2 separate regions of the Gasterosteus aculeatus genome follow, and region 1 is linked to region 2. The links are chromatin contacts, called in public Hi-C maps. All regions are on one chromosome and are shown on one strand. The core of a region is the stretch at or near the end of the contact, and the rest is flanking DNA. Distances in the headings are between cores, read along the strand shown. Region 1 has its middle 26 kb from the start of ppfibp2a. Region 2 holds the start of LOC120830797 (chromodomain Y-like protein 2).

Region 1 (4,182 bases), core at 996-3,495, 260 kb before region 2:
TATACTTAAAAAATGTATTCGAAAGGTCAAAGAAGTATTTAAATGTGCAACCGCCTCTACTGCTCTCCCGGGACATCCCTTTTCTCCAAAATACTATAATCAATATTTCGATCAATTACATTTGTGTTTCACACAGTGATGCAAATGGGGTCTGGCTGCGCTGTTATTGTGTCTCTGACAAATCGGGGACAGTGTTTGCGTCCAAGGAGAATGCCTGTCTCCCATAGAATAGCACACAGCGCTGAGTGACACAGAGGATTTGTCTTTGCGATTGATTGTTGTCATGCGTAAATGCTCGTCAATCTCTCGGCTTCTAAAAGCCGTTCCTGAAAGAATCAACCCCTCACAGACCCCTTGTTTGCCGCATCAAGGTGTTGCCGTTCAACACTGTTACTTTTCCAAAGAATCTGTGGCAGAAAGATTGATTATTATTCCCCATATGGACTGTGAGGAGACACGGGGGACTTTCTTGTCAGTGTATCATCATTTATTTCTGTGACCTACAAGGTATATGGACGTCACCACTTCCCATTCAATCAGAGATAGATGACCAATATCAATCATTCAAGGCTGTGAATACACCTTCCTAGTAAGAGATTATATCCTTTCGTCTAAAAAGTATACTGACTGCATCTTTCACTCTGTATTTCCCTGAAGAAAAGCACACACATTGTGAGCAGAAAACGTTCTAATTCATGGTTAATTAATGTGCCCCTCACAGGTCAGCCCCAGATGCCCCTTTTGCCCCTTTGCCTTACTGACGAGACATCTTTGGCAGTGCCTGCCTCTCTAAATTAAGAATCCCATAAAACAGCTCCACTTTCAGAATCTCAATCATAGGGTGAGGACCCATCACCACCCCTCAGGGCCTCTTCGCAGCCCACTGGGACCCTTTCAAAATGAATTACCACCGTCCCTCCTCGTGCCCACAGATCCCCATCAGATTGATGGCCAAGAATTAAATGTCCCTTTCCACTTTTGGCCCTTCCGCGTACATGTGCCAGAAGGCCCATCGTTTATCAGGCCCGGCACTAGTTAGAAGTAAGCTGACTGCCCTCTTAGCATAACATATAATAATGTAAAATGGTTTGGAGGGGAGGGGGGGGGGCTCTGTGGGTCTCAGAGCCAGATGTCAGGGGCATAGAGATTCAGAGCTCGTTGAGGGAAATTTGGAGGAGATAACACCGGAATATCCGTTAAACAATATTTGGTGTTTGTATACCTGCTGCTACGTTTTTCTTTTTTATTCATTCATCAATTATTCATGATTAAACTGCATATATGTAGCGTTCTTATTCAAAGAGCTTAAAGAATTTGACAAATGGATACTATAAATAATGGTTGGCCTGCCGTATCCGCTGACCATACGAAATAAAACACATGTCAAATTACCACCATATGCCGCTTGCAAATCTTTCTAAAAAGTTTTGAGCAGCGTAAAATGGAAGGTTAGGTGAGAGTGACAATAAAATGAGGAGGACAATGTATCAAGGGTGTGAATTGATGACTGGAAAGTAAGGAAGTGAGGTAAGAAGTTGAACTTGTGAACGGATGGGACAGAAAGCAAAGTGACAAATGTTGTGACTATGTGCTGGATGACACAGCCTCACTAACGCACAGTGAAAGGAAGTCCGAGGAGAAACCTCTGCAATGCCTGTCTGCAAATCAGACAGTGTTTCTTAGGTGTGAGACGGCTGGTGTCACAACGCGAGTCCAGTGTCGCTGTGTCTTGGCTCCAGAAACAATTAGGAAAGGAAACAATGGTGTGCATATTGTTTTGCTAAGCAAAGACATGGCGTAGATGTTCTGATGGATCTGATGCAAACGGCAGCAAAGCATTCTGTCCGCCCGGCCGATGGCAGAGGAGAAAAGGGACTCCATATAAATGGGAAATTAGCAAGGAGCGTTGTCAAAAGTAATTAACTCCCCTCCTCACCAGTGTCCATTAGCCCTGACATGATGACACGGGAGGAAATAACATTCATGTCACTCTGGCAGCCGCCCGCGCTGATCAGATAAACATTTTTTTGTTTTGTTTTGACGCCTGATTACAAAATGATTAGCCAGCGTGCCTGTCTTCTCCTTACCCTTCACCTCCCCTGTGGCTTGATTGACAGACAAGGTGATATGCTGTTGGGTCTGTGTAAGCTGTCTACCACCCTATCTGGCACAAACACACACACACTTGCTCTTTGTTGGTTTACATGCTCTTGTAGTTTTATATATATACATGCTATATATAGCATAGCATATATAGCATATAGCACAATTGTATAGCAAAATATATACAGTTACCAGATACACACTCAAATCATGTTAACAGCTGACTTTTGTAATGTTTTGCCGTTGCCAATACAGTGGCTGACTGTGGTTGCATGATTGGGGGAAAGGCCCATTTAAGATAATACAATTAATCAATTAATTATGTGTAACAATTAAGCAGTATCAACTTTTAGGGAAAACAGATATGTTGAGTCCAGTTGTCTAACACATGGTGGTTTAGTTTAATAGAACATTCCACACCGTTTGTCTGAAAACAGCGAGTATAAAATATAATTGTCTGGTTGTTTACCAGGTTGTCGTACTGTTATATTCCCGTGGTCGATGATTTACCAGCATCTCATGGCTGACACCAGCTTTATACAGCTTTAGATAAGACACAGAAAGCTTCTTGGTAGAAAAGTGTCATAGAATACGGTCTTGTAAACTATAGTAATGTGTTGTAGATTGATCCTGTTTATTTTTATGCCTATATGAAAGTTCTATTTAATCTTTAATGGGTTCGTTACTTGTTAGGAAAGGAATTTGTGATTCCAACAGCTGATGTGAGACAGCTTCTAAGAAAATATATAAGAAATTGGTTTTGAGCACTGATGAAATAATGGGTGATGAGCAGATGATTACTAGTTTAGATAAGAGCAGACTCGAGCACTCGATGCCCTTGTGTTTGTTTCAGTAGCAGGAGGAATGTTCATTGATCACCCACGAGGCTGAAGGAGCCCATATTTTGATAAGAATGTGATAAAAGCACGATAAGATCAGTATCTAAAATCTCTGGTTGCATTGATTTACTGCCTGTTGGTACAAATGGCGTAGCACCACCTCCTTCCTTCCTCGGATAAGGATATATATTGAATGAATTTCCACTTCATTCAATGGATTCAAATTTTACAATGAAACTAAAACAAAGTGTTACCAAATGTAATTTTTCTAATTACAAGATTGATATTGAACACTCCAAGTATCTATTGCATTGTGTTTTTCATTATAAAAAAGAAACCTCGCATAATGCTTAACAAAGCAAGCTTTTAAATGAGGTCAAGAAAACCTCGATTAAGGTAATAAAATGGAATGTTTAGACTTTGGATGTAATTTACAGACACTGTATTCTCAGGAAGTACTGCCAGGGATTATTGACAGGATAGTGTTATGGTGCCATAATAGTTACCGATTGCTGTAAAGTCATTCTTTTTTATGAATTAAGGTCAGTCAGTTTGAAAAAAGGTTCACTGTAGCTTGAATAAACTTTTGTTTACATCCACAAACCTGATAATAAATACAAAATAATCCTAATGTTTGTCGTGAGAATGTCACATGTACTAAATACTGTGGGTGGTAATGTCCAGCAAAATAAAGTGGAATAATATGGTATACGGTAAGTATAAGAGCGTAAGTTTGCTCTCAGCATTGTTAGGGACACTACCAGCCGCCCCCCCCTTATAAAAAAAGTAGCTGTTATTTTGTTAACAGGTAAACATTATAAACATATATTAACATTTGTATAACTTGACACTTAACTTGATTTAAACATAATAACACTGATAAAACCTTAGTTTAAATACAAAACAGTATTCTGCACCAAATAAATAATAATAATGACTAACAAAATGGATTAAAAAAATGTTCTGCTAAAATGCCAGTACACACTAACAGTATATTCTATATCCAAAATATAGTAAAAAAAAAACTTTCCCCAGTTGGGCAGCCACAAAAGACTTCCAAAATGCCACCAAAAGATAAAGGAGCACAAAGGGACAAATGATAACAGTGCTGAGAGCAAACAAAATACTAATATGAAGCTTTATTATTTCCTGGCGTTGTAACATTGGGAAATCTTTTCCCAAATCAAATCTTTTACTCGTCTGGGTGACGAACATCGTATAGAACTTTTTGTCTAAAAGG
Region 2 (4,671 bases), core at 667-3,166:
ACAAGCGTTCTCTTGTTTGATTTGCATAAAGTGTAACGTAACATTTGACTTCATTTGTTAGAATCTCCAGAAAACTCAACATACAATAAAATGTAAAGACATTGTAAATAATGAATTGCATTTCACATGATCATTTATTCATGAAGATGTTATTTTCAGAAATACACACTGCTTCTTTTTTTTCACACAAGAACTGAACCCATGCTTGTAAAATGAGCATGAAACGGCATTACACAATGGCTAAAAACATAAAGTTTATTAATCATCATTAATTGATGATTTCTAAGCCGGAAAACTAAAATATGGCCTGGTTTGATATTTGTGGGATTGGGACTTGTTATTCAAGATGAACGGACAAGTCCCAATCCCACCTGTTACAACAGAAAACAGCAACTGAATCAATCAGAAATAGTGAATTTGTCAATATAGCATAAGAAGGGATTAATGATGTACAGTCGGGTACCTGCATCATTTGAAAAAGGTGGAATACTGCCAAGAGCAGATACATTTGTCACCTATAAAAACATGTATGACAAAATGCAGCATTATGTGGAAAACTTCAATCCAACTGCTATTTTATTATAAATAACGAATTTACCCCGGAGGGATAAAGTCTTTAACCATCTGTCACCTGACCAACAGCTAACTATCCAGACAACACTTCCTGTTTTGCCATTTCCTCATTCTTCCCACAGATCTACAGTCAGAACTCAAACAGGACAAAATGCCATTTTGCCACCGCATTGAGGAAAGTCCTATGTTTTAATAACATTTCTCTTCTCGGCCGGTTAGAACACAAGGGAAAGTCTACAAGAGCTTTTGGTTGCAGAAGGTTGGCGTAACAGATGTCCTGAATGCACAGTGTTCATCCACAGAGACGCACATATATTTGATCTGATGTACCATTTCAACTAAACGCCCAACCTTTACCTCAAAGCCAAATAGTGTTCTCAGCTACTTGTAAGATACATAGACTCAGGTGTACTGAGGATATTATGGAATACCAGGTAATGATGAGAAATCGTCGGGAAAGCAGGCGGGAGCTCTTGATAATACACTCTGAGCTCCATCGTGACATTCAGATGGAGTAGGCAGTTTATTTCTCAGCTCAGCCAAGACCAGTCACTTCATGTTGGTAATGTCGATGTAGTCTAAAAACTTGCAACTTGCACAAAACTACACATCATCTGCACTGAGTCCCAGAGTATCAGTATTTGTTTTAACTGACGCAGACACAGAACTGAACATCAGAATACCTCACAGTGCTGCGTAAAGTTCTAGAAGGGTGATTTTTCTTCTTCTTTCAGTGTTTTTTGATTGCGTGTTCAATCGTGCAGAGGAATGTGTGGTCAACATTTAAAATTTAAAGAGAAAGAATGAATGAAAGAAAGAAAGTCAATGACACAGCGATACACATTGCTTGCTTTCCACACAATCAGTTCATCTTTTAAAAATTCAATTTTATTAGAAACGGTGTAAGAGTCAGTTGGCTCATAATGATTTACATTAAGTATCAGTTTATTTTTTGTTCACTCCTGAGGAACTTGTGGACATTTCCGTTGCACCACATCACTTTAAAGTCACAAATAGCCGAACCGATCATTAATGAGAACATGCTAAATCATTTGATGCTTTACCACACCAATCTTCAGCTGTGGAGTTCAACCCTGACAGTGTTTACTGGATGACAAGCCCCGTGTCCTTTCTGGATGGGGCCATTTGTATCGGTGCAACAGGGTGAACGTTAAATAACACATGGTCTATTTTAATTATCAATCCATTTAGTTGGACAAATATTGCCACGGTAATGGCCATTTCTGTGGGGGACACTCCGTTCGATGGAAGTCGATCGGCCCGTGCGTGCGCCTCACGAGCGTCAACACGCACGATAGTTGTGCAGCTTCCTGTAAGTAACCATTCGCTGCGAACAGCTCCAGCTCAAAGTGCTCCAGGTGTTTCCTGAATAAAAGCTTCGACCCGGTCATCCGTGGTACCGCGAAGTGCACAGGTAGCGAGATCCGAACAGAAGCGGCCTCAGCGGGGAGCCTCCTCCATCCGGCGTGTCGTCCCCCGTTGGGGTGGTTGGATCGCAGCGGAGGGCGCGTGCAAGACCATCCGGCCGATGCATTCTTAGCCGGGGACTAATTTAGTGTCCTCCACTTAGCTGTCTCTCTCTCTCCCTCCCCCTCTCTCCCCCCTCTCTCTCTCGCGCTCTCTCTCTCTCTCTCTCCGGGTAAACAGCACCGCCCCGACGGTTGTTTGTTCTAAGTGTGGAGCGATCCGTCGCACAGCGCCGGGCTCGATTGACGCTGTCTGTTGATCTGCTAACTGCGGATTGCTCGGAATAACACGGCTGCTCGCTAATTCCCGTCTACCGGGGCTTTCACCGGAACACCGACAGAGTGTTTGGGGCCAACAAAAAAAAAAAAAAACCCACAGAGAGCGAGAAGGAAGCCGACGCGGCAGGCAAGAGCGCCGCGCCGCCGGAGTCCGCACCCAAAGAATGGCTTCAGGAGACCTTTACGAGGTAGGATAACCCGCGTCCGGCGGAACGGCTCCGCGGTACAGACCGATAGTGGAATTAGGAAGTGAAGCGGAGGGCGTCGCGTACGTTAAAGAACGAGAGAGAGAAAGCGGCGCGCTGGAGCCCTTTAACGGGCGAAACTAACCGCTCTCGTGCTCTTCAGCGTCGCTGACGTGTGCTCGCACTTTGCGTCGCTTCCGATGCACTTTGTGGCGATTGTTGGAAGTCGAGAGAAGAGATAACGTGCCGACCCCCCGCGGGGGGGTGAACTCCGCGCTCCGTCGCCGAGTTGAAAGTGGTGGTAAAGTGACAGCGACGTGGTGGAGATGTCCAGGCGGAGTGATGCCTCTCAAGGTGCGCATTATGTGCCCAAAAAGACGGTCACCGCGACCCCCCCCCGTTAACGTTTGGATGCCTGGGAAATTGAAACCCTCGACAGCTTTTTTGTTTTTTGTTGTAGGGGAGGTGGGCGTAAAAGTTGCCCAAATGGGCGGCAGGAAAGTACATCCGATTGTCAACAGCCTGTGTGTCATGCTGACGTGATGTCATGGTGTCATGATGACATGGTGTCATGGTGTCATGGTGTCATGATGTCATGGGGGCGACAGATGACGGGTGATGGTGGGTCGATGTCCACGGTGAAGGTCAAACAAATGTGTGATTGGACAAAACCAAGTTTTCCATGTTTCAAAGGAAGTTACGTGACACATTTGAGACATGATAGTGTCCAGAGGATGGACTAAAGAAAGCGATTGACAGTTATGTTTTCTTTCACAGTAGGTTACAAAAAGCAACTCAACTGGATGTTTTGAGCTTTTTACTTGGGCTTCTTTGGATTTGGCTGAATATTCATTTATTCATACAAAGTAACTGGCCTGCTTGTTTAATGCTTTGCACAAGTCGCATCACTGAGTTATTACCAGCAGCTGAACGTTACGCTAACGTCAGCCTCTGAGATCTGTGCCGTGGAGCTGGGTCAATGAACAAAGTACTTTTGCATTTAAATGAGTAATACTAGTTTGAATTGGCTGTTTATTCTTTAGAATAAAATGGCTCGATGTGTAGCAATACCTTACTAATCACTGACTCATTTTCTATGCAGCCTTTGTTTTTGTTGTCAACAATGTGTTGGCGGGGATCGCACATCCACAGTCTGTTGAGTCTTTGAATTGTTTCCCCACTGACATATAAACAGCCCCACCAGCGATCGCTCTGTTTTGGATGATCAAGATGGATCAGCTGACCTGAGTTGGCTTTTAATCAAAAGAAAAAATGTATATATAGAAAACAGTGTGTCTTATTGGGTTTTATAAGTAATTATTTTCAAGTCTATGCGTATGGAGTGCCAACAACGATAACCTAGCTAATGATTTTATGTAGAAGTGGTTCATTTGATGGAGCCACAGGAGATTGAAAAGAGGAATTTAGAAAGAAGATGTTTTATGAGGTGGAGCATGGGCTGATTTGCTTTGGGATGAGTAAGCATTCATCTCCAGGACTGAGGGAAAGGGGCTGAAACCATGTTGCATAAATCTAAGTAATTCTCCGGATCTATTTTCTCCTATTTCAGTATGCAGCCTGTAAGCACTCCAGTTCTGAGCGTCCCTAAATTTGGATCTTTTTCGTGCCTCACTGGAAAAATACGCGATTGATCTCAGTCTTAATTGAAAAGAAGGAGTAGTAACTTGTGGCATCATGACAATAAACCGATATGTAGGCTGATGTGTGAAAGTAGTTGCGGCTGAAGGTACGTTTTAGTGCTGACTTTGTAAAATGCATTGGTTGCAGCTGAAGCACAGTGAATAAACACAACAATGTCATTGTTGATTCCACAATGTAGTTACGAAGACAACAGCTGCTGGGATCAGCTGCTGTTCAGAGATGCTTTTGTTTATAAAGTGCATTCAATACTTAAACATGGATGCACACAAAAGGATTGGTAGAAAGCCTAGTTACTTTTTTAATAAATGTAGCCTAATTTGAGGTTCCCCCTATTCTTCCAAACTATCAGGACTGTTTGTGTTTTGTTGTTCCCAAAACCGGAACAAAATTAGTAAAAGAAGCTTTTAAATGTACCACAGAAACTGCATGGAACAATAAGCCTTGAGATACAATAATAAGTACTTTGTACCATAATTATAATCTAC

The links. Hi-C and Micro-C count contacts between places; a contact is called where the count stands out from the background.
Region 1: a Hi-C map of skeletal muscle shows a contact between it and region 2, with 4 times the contacts expected there. The contact joins the enhancer-like site here to the promoter of LOC120830797 in region 2. A contact is called at or near these places in 2 of 6 Hi-C or Micro-C datasets (skeletal muscle and whole body).

The regions. Positions count from the first base shown.
Region 1 is chr12:14,076,329-14,080,510 of fGasAcu3.hap1.1, reverse strand. No RefSeq gene overlaps it. Among protein-coding and RNA genes, the nearest start is that of ppfibp2a, 26 kb to the left of the region's middle. Within about 2 kb of position 2,245, at least 1 of the 9 cell types and tissues checked has open chromatin away from gene starts, as enhancers often do.
Region 2 is chr12:13,819,323-13,823,993 of fGasAcu3.hap1.1, reverse strand. LOC120830797 (chromodomain Y-like protein 2) reads left to right here and starts at 1,916. Exons shown (of 7, transcript XM_040195713.2): 1 at 1,916-2,527. The coding sequence starts at 2,504.